Regions from separate parts of the Zea mays genome. Here region 2 is linked to region 1. The links are chromatin contacts, called in public Hi-C maps. All regions are on one chromosome and are shown on one strand. The core of a region is the stretch at or near the end of the contact, and the rest is flanking DNA. Distances in the headings are between cores, read along the strand shown.

Region 1 (2,722 bases), core at 133-2,632:
AAAAAACACTTCTCTCACATGTAAGTGACAATGGTAGCAATATCATGAATGTATCGAGAACCAACCAATATGGGGAAGCCAGGATCAGATCTGGCCCTCTAGGCCTGATTGTCGCTCTTGCGATCACTGTGTCCATCGCGCTCCTGCAAGAGCGACCCGGCCTCCTCATCAGCCTGTGTGGCTTTCTTCTGTGCCTCCTTAGCCTTGAGCGCCTGCAGCTTGACATGATTGTAGTAGCCCACCCCTAAAAACGCGATCCCGTACCCGAACAGGTTGATCGGTGTGACGGTGTCACGGATCACAGACCACGAGAAGGCAATCAACAGCCAGTCCTTGACTACTCCCGCGACGTTCATGGTCAGCGCCGAGGTCTTGCCGACCAGCAGGAAGACGGCAAGGTTGAGCGCAAAGGCGCAGAGTGAGTTCGTCCCAAAGACGAAAAAATCCGGTTGGAAGGTACCGACGGCGCGCAGCCTGGGCAGCTCGACGAAGGCCCAGGGCACGAGGAGGAAGCAGAAGCAGCACGGCGCGACATAGTAGAGCGAGGTGATAGGGTTGAGCGAGATGCCCTTGGACGTGAGCAGGATCTGGATGAGCACGAGCCGCGTGGCCTCGAAGGCGACGGCGGCGAGCTGCAGCGCGACGCCGCGCACGTCGAAGCGCGCCTCGCCGTAGGCGGCGATGGCAACACCGAATGAGATGGAGAGCATGTTGAGCATGGAGGAGGACCTGAAGGTCTCCTTCTTGAAGAGGACGCCGATGGAGTAGACGGCGACGGGCATCAGCGCCTTGAGCATCTGGATGAATGACACGGACAGGTAGATATAGGCGGAGTTGGAGAACCAGAGCGACATCGCGTAGAGCGCGCCGATGGGGACGACGGAGGAGGTGTAGAACTGCGGCGTCATGGAGGGCGATGTGGGGAGGTCGACGACGCGGAGGACGCGGACGAGCGCGACGGCGAGGGATGAGCAGAAACCCATGTGCACCATGGTGAGGGAGATGGGGAAGGGCCAGTTGTACATCTTTGGGTCGAGGATGTACTTGTTGTAGACGATGACGGAGAAGGAGAGGAAGATCCACACCGCCACGTAGAAGTAGGAGAGGAGCACCTTCCGGAGCACCGAGTCAGACATGCCGCCGGCGACACCGCCACCGCCGTCACGCCCCATGTCGCCGCCGCCGCCGCTGCCGCTGCCGCCCTGCTGGACCTCTTGATGGTGGTGGTGCAGCGGGAGGGGGAGGAGCAGGCGTTGGTGGCGGCGGATCTGGATCCGGAGGCGGGAGAGCTGTGAAAGCGCGGCGCAAGGGTGGAGGAGGGGGCGGATCTGAGGATTTGAGGAAGAGGTCGGGATGGGTCGGGGGTTTAGGTGGGCTGGTTGGGGGAGCGTGGACTGGGCGCGGTGGCCACGTGGAGAATCGTTGCGTGTTCGCATGTTCGGTAGGGAATATTAGTTTCTTCTCGCTTTTTAAACAAGGAAAAGAGCGATTTAGGGCTTGATTTACGTTAGGTTTTATTGTGGGCCTTTGACTTGTCTTTTCTTTGTTTTATGGAAATATTTAAAGGTGGATCGCTTGACATCGTACCGCGTGATTACTGTAGGCAGCGGCTCCACTGCTCCATATAAATAGAAAATCTGTCTGTATCTCTTTTTTAAGAAATATTCTTTCAGAAATATATATTTGTATACTCAGATATACATCGTATATATAGTAAAATATATATCTAGAAAAGCTAAAATAATTTATAATTTTAAAAATAAAAAAATTATAATATCTAAGTCATTGAGTAAACTATTCCTGCCAAAATCTACCTCGCCAATTTTGTAAACATAATAATTAGCAATGATAACATTTACACATTTCTCCAAAAAGAATTCGCCATGTTTCCATTTTCTTTAGGATTTTAAAACATGGGCCTAAGAGACTTAAATACCTAATTCATGCTTGCATTTTACATTATATTTCACCTTCTATGGCAAATAAATATTTGCAGATGTAGATCGGTGGATCATCTTAGCTCTTAGGATTTCCAGAGCTGACAGCAAGTCATGGTGTCCTGCACGTGCGACTGTCCAAAATGCCCTTCTTTCCGTAATCAATCCAGGTAGCATAAAACATCTGACGGAAATAGGTTGAGTGCCAACTTTCGCTCCAGGTTTTCTACTGTTTCATGCGTCATATATGGGTCTGCTCGCTATAAACGGGTACTGCAGCTGTAGCTGCTGGATTAACAAGTAAAATAACTACTTCTTCCGTCCAAAAAATATATTTTTTCTAGCCTATTTTTTCATCCACATTTATTTAAATGATTATATATATATGAAAACTATATCCATAAATTGCTTAATAAATATATGATTAGTCTAAAATAAATTATATATTTTAGAACGGATAAAATATTAGCTATCTATATCTATACTATATTTGTATTTGTATCTTATGTTGAATGAACTTTGCACCATCTTTTATTTCTCACGATGTTTTATTTTTTTAACCTCCATTTACTTCTCACGCTGATTTTTCTCTGTCTCTCCTAGTATCATTTAAATCTGAGTTTACGATCCATGCTTATAAGAATTAAAAAGAGCACATATTTATGGATGGAATATATTGTGTTGATCATAAGGGAATCAAGTCAAACACTGCACTAACAATCTCTTGGTTATGGTCCCCTTTACATTGTTTAAATAAATAGTGAAAGAATCGGCGTATGAACCTA
Region 2 (2,700 bases), core at 68-2,567, 220 kb before region 1:
GTCGTCTGATTCCCTGTGTAATATCTCATACATTTCAGGATAGCGTACACAATATATTGACATTTATCCGTAGTAGGAAGAAATGGAGGTACCTCTTCTTTTTCTTTTTCTTTCTTCGCCTCTCGTCATCACTCTTCTGTTCCTCTTCCTCTCCTTCCACTTCTTCTTCCTCGTCGTCCACTATGAAGTCATCCTTCTCAAATTCATCCTGACCGTCCTCTGCATATAACCATACTTCTACAATTGTTACTTCACAAGCCCAAGGAGAGATCATAATTTGACACTAACAAAAAAAAGTGAAAATAAAACAATAAAATACTGCAATAGCAAAGCATACAAAACTGAATAATTCAAATAATAAGGAAGCAAAACTGCTCCCTGGTGGGGAGAAAACTACACAGCCCACAGAGATAATTGTATATTTGGGACTCTAAACATAGCGCTTCGCAATATTGCCATCCAAAAGATTTACGTCGCAAAAAAGGGACTACAAACATCTTCTACTTGATTATACTACCATTTAAAGTATTGTCTTGCTTTTCTAATCTAATTTCATGTATTTTGTCCCTGATTAGCCATTTTTACCCGTATGTAATTATAGGCACTAACTGAACTTACTACTCGTCTGCGCTCTCGCGCTCAACAGGATCAACAGCTGGCCAACAGGAAGCCAATTGCAACACCAGGAAGCTAGTATTTGCAATTTGCAGCTTGTTTGCGCAGGAACCAGGAAGCTGGTATTTGTAACTTGCAGGATGCAAACAACTCTTAATGTTCACGTAATACTCATGAAACACCAGGACGATGATACAACTTCCATGGCCGGCGTGTCCCTGGGCTGGGCTTATGATGGACGAGGCGCCCCTGTCCAGCATTACATCGCCCAGCGCGCTCTCACCTAGTGCGATCTCGCCCAACGTGGCGGTCGGCGCGGCCTTGGCCAGCGCGCGCAGGGCCGAGCTCGAATGGGAGCCCGACGGACAGTGCAGCAGGGGTGAGCCTGAGGGCCTGGACGGGGTACAGGGTGGCCGTGGCCAAGACGGTGGCCGGTCGTCCATGGCGGCATGGAGACAGAACGCGCACACAAGATAATTTGGTCTCCTTAGGTACAAAATACAGGGAAAGAAGTAATAAAAGGAAGATTATATAGTAAATGGTAGTATAATCAATTAGAACATATTTGTAGTCCCTTTTTTGCAAAGTAAATATTTTGGATGGCAATATTGCGAAACACTATGTTTAGAGTCCCAAATATACAATTGGCTCCAGCCCACAACCGGAGTGAGCCAGAGACAATATGAAGAAATTGTGAGAAAAAATCTGACCATCGTCGTCGTCGTCGTCATCGCGCTCGTCCATATCGTCCCTGTTCCTCCGCGAGGGCCGCGGATCCTCCTCGTCAGCCTCGAACTCATCTTCTAGGGTTCCAAACAAAACCACCAATTTCCATCAGCAAATGCACACAAATTACCACGAAAGAAATCAGCGGAAAATTATACCTTCTTCATCTGAAAGAACCGTGCGCCCCATTGTTCTCGAGGGATTTCAACCTAACCGAACCAATGAAGGATGAATCGGATTAAGTTCGAGACAGTATCAGATCCAGTAAAGGTCATGGGCGTAAACTCAATCTTTTTCGCAAAAAGAAAACGAAAAAAGTTTGTAGGCGTAACACAGGTGTCCTGCAATTGTAACTGGATCATCAGATCCGAATACAGATAGCTAGGGTTTGAGTGCTCGGTTTCGCACAGCAGGAACGGAAGAGAAGGGATACGCGTACCCGGAGGGTGCGCGTCGCCGGCGGAAGTCCCGAAGGCCTCAGCACCGAGCGTAGGACGGAGGCGGCGGCGGCCCAGTCGTCGGCACCAGACAACCACGCGAGAGGAACGGAAGAACACAGTGTGCCGGAGGGGACTGGAATGTAGAACAAAAGGCGGGCCACACCGCCACAGTGAGGTTTCCGGCCCACTAAACGACTTATATCTATCTACTGCACTCTTAAGCTACAGAAAAAAAATCTTCCAACTCTTATATAGGACTTTGTCAAAATGGGTCACTCTACATTACCGCTCTTTAAATTAGGGCGCTCGTCGGTGCGTTTGGAAAGAGGATTAGTCCAGACGGCATCTGTCAGATACCCACGAACGGGTACCTATAGTGAGACCCATAAAACCCTTTCTAGTCCATTTGTCGAGGAAGCCTGTAAAGCGAGGTGTATGACCAAGTCTCCGTCGAACAAGATTGTGAGGCGAGACGTTCGACCAAGTCCCCGTTGAGCAAGGCTGTGAGGCGGGGCAAACGACCAAGTCCCCACCAAGCAAGCCTGCGAGGCGGGCGTACGAAGAAGATCACACCAAACGGACCCGCAAGGAAGGAATTCAGGCCGATGTTGGCCCACAACGGTCGTGACAGCACACATCATCACCAAACTATGTTTGGGCCATGTGTACAGTGCCAAGGAGGACCACGTCAACAAAGTCTCCACAGTAACAACCCACGTACCAGAAAGGATAGGACAACACGTCTAGTGCATACTCGCACATGCTGGAGGGTGACGCAAGGGCATTGACAGAGGATGAAGTTGTACTGAACACGAACCTTAACCTTCGTGTGAGCACGTTCTGCGGGACCCATCAGGTACGGCCGCGTAGACGTATAGCAAGCTACACGGACTCGTAAGTTGGACAGACGAGACAGAAT

Evidence for each region. Hi-C and Micro-C count contacts between places; a contact is called where the count stands out from the background.
Region 2: a Hi-C map of leaf shows a contact between it and region 1, with 9 times the contacts expected there. The contact joins the promoter of LOC103630544 here to the promoter of LOC100273433 in region 1. A contact is called at or near these places in 6 of 25 Hi-C or Micro-C datasets (bundle sheath, ear, leaf and 1 more) and 1 of 3 datasets of contacts at active chromatin or transcription factors (leaf).

The regions. Positions count from the first base shown.
Region 1 is chr6:167,211,947-167,214,668 of Zm-B73-REFERENCE-NAM-5.0, reverse strand. LOC100273433 reads right to left here and starts at 1,382. Exons shown (of 2, transcript NM_001147870.2): 1 at 66-1,382. The coding sequence starts at 1,172. The coding sequence ends at 99.
Region 2 is chr6:167,432,172-167,434,871 of Zm-B73-REFERENCE-NAM-5.0, reverse strand. It overlaps LOC103630544, which reads right to left and starts at 1,317. Exons shown (of 1, transcript XM_008651594.1): 1 at 226-1,317. The coding sequence starts at 1,058. The coding sequence ends at 618. It overlaps LOC103630545 (transcription elongation factor SPT6 homolog), which reads right to left and starts at 2,125. Exons shown (of 17, transcript XM_020539606.2): 1 at 1,781-2,125; 2 at 1,500-1,550; 3 at 1,326-1,418; 4 at 93-219; 5 at 1-13. The coding sequence starts at 1,530.